Regions from separate parts of the Gossypium arboreum genome. Here region 2 is linked to region 1. The links are chromatin contacts, called in public Hi-C maps. All regions are on one chromosome and are shown on one strand. The core of a region is the stretch at or near the end of the contact, and the rest is flanking DNA. Distances in the headings are between cores, read along the strand shown.

Region 1 (4,398 bases), core at 415-2,914:
AAACGCAAATAGTCATTGGCTTCATTGTATCGTCGAGGTTAATTTGCTTGGAACTCATTTGCACACCGAAGATAAGTGGGGGCAAATATAACCTTAAAGATAGTGGCTTAATACACGCCTTGGAGCCTTGTCCTATTTCTTCTTCTATTCGGGTTCTGTTCGTGTGTTCGAAATTTTCCTCACCGAAGTTTTGTACTAACAAGAGCTTCCACTCTTCTGGAAGCAGCTTGCTGGATTCTTTACCTTTCGTATTTGAACCTGATGATCATTGTTCCATGCAGAGCTTCCCCTAACTATTTCTTCGGATCAACCAAGGAAAAAGATGAATAAGAGAAAAAAATGAAACAGATTTGAGAAGAAGTCTCTTTGGGAAGTCATTTCCCAGCTATTTATAACTCTTTCTTCACGATTTTCAATTGTTTAGAAACCATCCATTGGCAATCATTTTGTCTCTTACTAAGGGACCAGTTGGTTCTAATTCGATCGAACTAGAATTGGATCTCAACCTTGTCCAATTTTGTTCCTAACTTTTCCTGATTTTCCAGTAGAGACTACCAGTTTATGGCTTCTTTCAATTTAACCCTTCAATTATTTCTTAATTTTCGGACATAGAGGGAACTAGGTGTGACATAACCTGAAGATTTGAAGACTTATCCTAAATTTACTGAATATATTTTCCATGCTAATTATCTTGCATTATTGATGGGAAGATTGATTATAAATGATCTAGTATGTTAGTAAACCAAAACTAATTTAAATACTTGAGATTTGAGATTGTATAGGTTCTGTACTAAGATTTTTAGCACGTCTCTGTTTAGAAAGGAACTTATATTTGTTAGTGCATTGAGTGTGAAAACATGTGAATTACTTATTTTTAGCCTAAGAGTGATCTAGATCTTAAGTGAAAAAGTGAGTTTGCTAAATTGGAGAGTGTTAGAATTTGTAATCGCTTATTGTACAAGGTGTTAAGATAATGGGTTATCTCTTTGGCAAGGTCCTGAAAACGTAAGGAAACCGAACTGCGTAAACATATTGTAGTTTTCATCTTTGTTCTTCATTAGTGCTTGAAATAGTTGGCACTGCTCGCAACACTTTTTCTGCCACTATATTTTTCTAGCAATTATCATTCTAAGGTCTTTCACATTATAAAGTTTAAAATAAATATAAACTTCGAAGAAAATAATATAAAATTTTACATTAACATTTTAATCTAACCTTATTTAAAGAAAAATAAGAAATTAAACACTTTTAAAACTAATTAAATATTCAGTTTTATAAATCTTATATAGTCGAAACTCTAATATAATAAATAAATAAAAACTTAATCTCTTAAATAATCATTTTATGTAATACAAAACTCTGAAAACTTAGGACTAGAGAATAGCACTTAGTGGCTAAAGAGACCTCCAACGAATGCCACCCACTAGAGTCATATATCTAGTTCAACTCTCGAATAATTCTTCAAAATTGATCCAATGAATTTCCTATTTTTCAAAATGGATAGAAAGGAACTCTTTTTATTACTTACTATCTTTTACTCGTAATTATCAACGAAACCCCAATATTTTACCAAATAATAATTTTGCATTGTGAGGAACTGTACAACCCTCATCGGATACTACAAAACTTGGATCAAGGCTATTTTCTAAATTTGACAATTGTTGGTTTCAAAGGCCCACCTACCACCAAGCATACTTCCACCACATTATCATTAGTATCCGTTACGAAGCCCATCGCAACATCATTTTGCAGTGCCCATTTCTCAAACTCTCACATTGCCCATCACCCATTACCTCATTCCGGTTCAGTAAACTAACTAAGCCCAATACTTCATTCATTTCAGGGGCCCCTCTTTTACTTAGTTCTCGTTTTTCATTGCATTTGTAGTTTTGAAAGTGTATTTTCCAACAAAAGCAATGAAAGTGAAAATTATCAAAATATTTATTTATATTAATTATTGAAAAGGTTTATAAAATAGATTTATTTATATTTAATATATTATTTTATTTAAATATAATTTATTATGTTTAAGTTTAAAACATATTTTATGTATTTTTAATTTTATAAATAACTTATATTAATTAATTAAAAGATATTTAAAATTTATATTTCATGTATCATTATATTAAATTATTTAAATATCATATACCTTAAATAATTTTTAACTTTCCACTATCATAGTAAAAAAAAACATTTTATCTTTCAACCATATTTTTTTACAAGACTAGAGAACTCTAAAAACAATGAAGAATTAGCCCTTAACCTTAGTATGAATGCGAATTAGAAAAGTTAGAAAGGGTTTATGTGCAAAAAGAAAAGGGTAAACTATAGAATTAGTTACTCAACTATTAGTGTATTTCTGCTTTAGTCACCAAATTATGAATATTCTTAATTTAGTCACTAATGTTTTAGATTATTTGTATTTTGGTCACTCCCGTTTTATATCATTTCTATTTTGATCACTCTTCGTTAAATGGTTAACAAAAGTGATGACATGACCTTTTTCTAATTGGAATAATAACACATTTAATCTTCAATACATACACATTCTATCAATTTGATCTTAATTCTAAATAACTTAATAAATTTAACCCACCACATTTACAAATTCTATCAATTTGATCCTAAAACATATAATTAAATATAAATTATATACTATGAAAAAATACAAAATAAAAATTATTTATATATTCTTTTATAAATAATGTTATGTGTTTATTTTAATTATAATTATAATGCTCAAATATGCATTTAGCCTCGAACTATCACATTCTCCTAAGTTCGTACATTTTTTTTGTCCTAAGTTTGTACCGAATTTTCATTCATCAAGAGTTTTGGTACTTTTTGTAATGGTATTAAATATAAGACAAATGGAACTCTTAAGTTGTGACGCATAGCATTGGTGATGCCATAATCTATTTTTTATAAAAATAATTAAAATTTTAAAAGTAGTTTTATATAAAAATTATATAGTTTTTTAAAATATAAAAGAAATTATAAATTCAAAAAATATATGTATCTAAAAATTAAAGATGTTACAAAAATAATAAGAAATCTAAAACCCAAGTTAGGAAAATTGAAAACCCATAAAATTTACATCTTTTTCTAAATAAATTGCAAACAAATTAGATGAAAATAAATTTTACAATAAATTTTCTGCTTAGAGATGGGTACAAATTATTGTACGATTCTTAAAGTTGACAAGAATGTAAGATATGATGATTTAAAAAAGGCTTATAGGAAGCTTTTTCGCTTTTTTTATTTGTTAATTATTTGTTAGGTTTCATAAGAAAAAAATTTGGTTCCTCTGTTGAGAATGCTATTAGCAAATTAAGAATGATTGAGTTTTGGGAGGTTATGAGTTTTTGGGTTTATCAAAATCACAAGATTATTTATAAGTTTATCAAGATTTAATTATATGTATTTAAATATAATTATACTTATATTTAACTATATGTGTTTGAAGATCAAATTGGTAGAATTTCTAAATGTGAATGATTAAATTTATTGAATTCTTTAGAATTAGAATTAAATTGATAAAATATATAAGTATTGAAGACTAAATTTATTATTATACTAGTTAGAAAAACTACATCTTTACTTATGTTAACCATTTAACGGAAAATAACTAAAATATAAATAATCTAAAATATTAGTGACTAAATTGAAAATTTTGATAATGAGTAAGTCTATAGTTTACCATATATCTATATGTTTTTGCACTCATGCTCCTCGTTAATGCTTGGGAGATACATGGACAGCAATGTATAAATTTGTTAGATTTTCGGGTTTCGAGAGCTTTATTTTATTTTTGTTATGACACGTTTATAAAGCCCAAAAAACAATAGGGCCGAGAGAAACCCAAAGCAATTAGAATATATACAAAAGATAGCCAAGTACCAAGTAAACTTTTCCAAAGATTGAGTAGTTTATCTAGTTGGATAGTCTAGACATGGTTAGAGTCCAACTTGAATAATGAATTTTTATTTTGAGTCAGTCCAATTTGATTTGAATTTAATTTAAATGATAAAAATATTTTAAATTAAAATTTAATTATAAAAATATATAAAATAATAATTTTAAAAAGTTAATATATTTTTAAAAAATTTTAATAGTAAAACAAACATTTTAATGGATTAAGCCGACTCAAAAATATATATAAACTTGAAAATATTTTAGAATCAAGTTTTAATCATGTTCGGCCTAGCCCATAAACACTTTTAATCATCTAAATCACCCAAAGTACTTGACGAGTGTTAGGAGAATACAAAACTTTGTACATACAAAACTAGCAAAGAAAACAAATAGATAAAAGGAAAGAGTGAATCAATCTCAAGGCACTTTGGGCTCCAAAGATAACACGATAGTCACCTAAGAGACGAACGAGGTAAGCATAAA
Region 2 (4,603 bases), core at 221-2,720, 180 kb after region 1:
TCATTGAATCTATCTTTATGAAACAGTCAATTTGATTTCAACTATTTTGATCTCGATAATAATTTTTCCAGTAAACTAAAAAAAAAAGCTAAAAACAGAAGAGACGAAAGAAAAATTAAAAAGAGAGAGGAGATGAATAGTTTTTTAGTTAAAGTTTAGGGTTTAAAAATTTTAATTAATTAAATTTATTTAATTAAAAATCTATTTTCATTCCATTTAGAAATCCAAGTTGGAACTTAAAATCTAGTTTGATTGCCATATAGGATTACCGTTAGGGAGATAACGGAACTTAATGGTAGGGTGACCACTTCGTAACAAAATAATAACATAGGTGACTAAAAAATAATATTTCAAGCATAAGTGACTAAAATGTAACATGAGACAAACAAAAGTGACTATTTTTATAGATTACTCTAGTATTTAATATTTTGATAATATTTCTTTATTTCACAAATAATATTTAAAAAATAATTTATCTTTTTTTAAAATATATATTTTTAATATTTTACTATTACTTATCAATCCTTAATAATATACAAAATATTTTGTTGATAAAATATTATAAAAGTTGGCTGCACATCCATTGTCCTTAGCCTATTGAGCAGCCTGGCAAAAGTTTTAGGAAATTGTCATTCGCACCAACATTTCCGCTACAGACACTCCTTCGCCCAAGACCTTATTATGCGATTGATTAATCACGTTAGCATTCGAAGGGTTTTACTCGATTTTTAAAATTCAAAATTCGAGTTAAGTAAATGTATTTATTTTTAAAAATAATTTTAAGTAAATATTTTAATTTTTCGAGTTTGAGTTGAGTTAAATTTTACAATTTAAATAATTTAAATAACAAATTGATATAAATATCTCTTGAGTTACTGATAATTTTAAAAATATACAAATTGATCACTCTAAAAAAATTTAAAAATAAAATAATCTTCTAAAATAAAAAATATATAAAATATTTTTCCAAATTTTTATAAAATATATATAATTAAAATAAAAATTATAAAAATCTTTAAAATATATAAAAATACTAAGTTATAATATTTTTAAAAATTGATAAATTTTCCTCTTTAAATAAGTAAGTTATCAAATTAAATTATCATACTATCTTGTTTTTTTCTTTTATTTTGTTTGAATTTGTTTTAAAAGAGTTTTCAAATATTGTCAACAAGAGTTTAATAAGATAATTTTATTTTTCTTTTAAATTTAATTTGAACAAATATATTTGAATGAATTTAGAAAAATTTTAAAATAAAATATATTAACTCAAAAAAATTTAACTTCATTCGATTTAATTGGATTGTATCACTCATCTTAAATTCAGATGAGTATTTTCTTATGGCATAAAATTAAGGGGATTTTAATCACAAACGGTCGCAATCTCATTTTATGGAAGAATGCAATCCAAATGATGATTTGAGCCCAGTTCAGGCGATTTGGGTTATAGTAGACCGAGCTTACTAAACAATTTGAGTCCACATATTAACTGTAATGGGCCAGATAAGGAGACAGATAATCAACAAATTCATTATGCTGTTCTACTCAGCTCTGTTTATGAAGGAGCCCAGTTTGAGATGTTATGAAACTAATATTAACAACCCCACAATAACGTGTTTCAATGTTTTTTTTTTCCTTTTTTAGAATTATTTCGTACACTGTCTTTATACATTTTACAAGGGAATTTAGAGAGTGACAAATGCTTTAAATTTATATCATGTTATATAATCTATATAAAATTAATTTTAAATTAAATTTTATTAAGTTATAATTACTTAGTATGTTGCACAGTCAACTGCTAAAGCTGAGTATGTTGAAGTCACAATTGTTGTAAATCAAGTTATCTGGTTAAGGAAACTACTGAATGATTTGAATTTAAAACAAGAAGAAGCAACAAAGATTAAGTGCGATAATCAATCTGCTATTGCAATTGTAAAAAATCCAATGTTCTATAGAAAAACAAAACACTTCAAAATCAAGTATCACTTTATGAGAGAAGTGGAAAAAGCCAAGGAAGTAACTTTGGTTCTGCAGCTTGCAAGATCAGTTGGCTAACATTCTAACAAAATCTCTTGGGAAGATGAAGTTTGAAAAGCTGCATTATGATATTGGGGTTCACAATATAGAGGCCAATGAGGAGTGTTGCGAAGTGACCATCCATGCATTGAATAACCCTGATCGTAAGACTCTGAGCACAACAAATGTGCAAGCTCTACTAGACTGTAGGCTTGCCAAGTGTGCTAGCTCCTCACATCTGCGAGCTCACCAAACTTACGAGCTCATCAAAGCTATGAAGTCTCCAAAAGTGCAAGCTATGTTAGGTGAGCTTATACATGCGAGCTACTCTACAAGTTACCGTTGCATTAAAACAATGATACTTTTTTATAAGATGTTTGTGGTTGCTGATTAGACTTATCAGCCAATGAAGAAGCAAGTTGAATTAATCAAGTTCCAAGATTAGCCAATTTGTAATTATTTTATTATTTTTCTTAGCTTATTAAAGCTTACTTGTTCATATAAACTTTGTATTAGTTTTTTTAAGTAATGAACCAGTTAATCACAAGTTGATTTTCTCTATTTTTTTTTTATTTTTTTGCTTCTATTTCACTTCTTTTTTCATCAAATATCCAACAATTGGTATCTAGAGCCACTTATCTTTAAGGACCTGTTTCCATAAAAATGTCTTCATCAATCTCCACCTTCACCTCCATTTTTACATGTGAAAACTACCATATTTGGGTAGTAAAAATGAAAACTTATCTTCAATCCTTTGACCTTTGGGAAATAGTGAATAATGAAATAAAACCATTAGTTTTGAAACAAAATCCTAAACTTCCTCAAATGAGACAACATAGTGAGGAATGTGCAAAAAAGCACAAGGCAATGTCTTACTTGCAAAATGGCGTTTCATATGCAATCTTCACAAGAACTATGGTTTGTGAAACTCCTAAACAAGCTCAGGATATGCTCAAGGAAGAGTTCCAAGGTTCACAGAAGACGAGGTAGCAGTAGTTGATAAATCTCAGATGAGATTTTGAAAACCTTAAAATGAAGGAAGTTGGGAATATAAAGTAACATTCAGATCAAATCATAGAAGCAGTAAACCAGATTAGATTGCTAAGGGACCAGTTTTCATACAATGGAGTAGTTGAAAAGATGATTACCTCACTCCCTCTGAGACATGAATCAAAGATATATTCACTGGAGGATTCGTGAGACCTATCAACCATCTCACTCTTTGAACTAATCAATACTTTGTATGCTCAAGAACAAATAAGCGCGAGCAAAGAAAAAGGGCACGTTGAGGAAGCTTTTCAAGCCAAGAACAAAGAAGCTTCGAGCTTCTCAAATCAAAAAAGGAAAAATAGAACTGGTCAGGTAAGAAGGAAAGGTCAAAGAAAAATGGTGGAAAGAAAAAATATGAATCGTGCTCGTAATGCAAGAAGTTGGGTCACCTTGAGAAATTTTGTTGGTTCAAGCCTAATGCCCAATGCAGAAATTGCAAACAGTTTGGCCATGAAGAAAAAGTGTGCAAGAATAAAGGGCACGCACAACAACAAAACACTCCAGCACAAACTGCTGAAGCAAGTTAAGAAGAATTTATGTTCGTAGCCTCCTACGGAGCCCAGTTTGTGAAATTTTATGAACCCTCATGCGAAGCCCAGTTCGCAGCACCATGAGAACTCTCTAACAAAGAAAGTGAGAACTGGCTTGTTGACAGTAGTTGTACAAGTCACATGACTGCATGTGTGAGCATCTTCAAGAGCATTGACAAAAGGTTCCACTCTAAAGTGAAAGTTGGAAATGGCTAGTACATCGAAATAGTAGGAAAGGGAGATGTTTTGATTAAAACCTCATCAGGTACTAAACTTGTCACATATGTTCTTTTAGTTCTTGACATAGATCAAAATCTACTAAGTGTAGGTCAGTTGCTTGAGAAAAAAATATTTTATGGTCTTTAAGGACAACAAATGCTTAATCCTTGATCCAAGTCGATGTGAGCTCATATCACTAAAGATGGCAGATAAAAGTTTTTCTATCAACTGGAACTTGGAAACCTCTATAACATATACCAGCTTGCTGGATGAAACCAAATTATGACACAGAAGAATAGGACATGTTGATTACAGATCTTTAAGCCAAATTTCCAAGAACAACTTGGTTGAAAATTTATCGAGTATGATTGATCATGAAGATGCATCTGAAGTGTGCTAGCTTGGGAAACATGCAAGGCTTCCATTTTCTGCTAACAGAGCATGGTGAGCCCATGAAAAGTTGCACTTAGTACATACTGACATTTTTTAACCCATGAAACTAGTTCACCAAATGAAAGTAGGTATTTTGTATTGTTTAATGATGACTGTACAAGATTTTGTTAGGTGTACTTCATGAAGAAGAAGTTCGAGGTGGTTGAAGTCTTCTTCAAGTTTAAATCCATGGTTGGAAATCAAAATGGTTTCAAGCTCAAAATGATAAGGTCTAATAATGGGGCAGAATACACTTTAGAAAATTTTCAAAGATTCTACGAAGAGGCTGGTGTTCATCATCAGTTAAGCAATGTGTATACTCCACAACAAAATGGAGTAGTTAAAGAAAAGATAGA

The links. A called contact is a pair of places that touch in the nucleus more often than the background predicts.
Region 2: a Hi-C map of leaf shows a contact between it and region 1, with 6 times the contacts expected there. The contact joins two enhancer-like sites. A contact is called at or near these places in 2 of 5 Hi-C or Micro-C datasets (both in leaf).

Annotation. Positions count from the first base shown.
Region 1 is chr9:50,138,902-50,143,299 of ASM2569848v2, forward strand. No RefSeq gene overlaps it. Among protein-coding and RNA genes, the nearest start is that of LOC108455699, 17 kb to the left of the region's middle. Within about 2 kb of position 1,665, at least 1 of the 2 cell types and tissues checked has an H3K27ac peak or open chromatin away from gene starts, as enhancers often do. A contact at or near this core is called in leaf, where this site is marked.
Region 2 is chr9:50,316,816-50,321,418 of ASM2569848v2, forward strand. No RefSeq gene overlaps it. Among protein-coding and RNA genes, the nearest start is that of LOC108454868, 7.6 kb to the right of the region's middle. Within about 2 kb of position 1,471, at least 2 of the 2 cell types and tissues checked have an H3K27ac peak or open chromatin away from gene starts, as enhancers often do. A contact at or near this core is called in leaf, where this site is marked.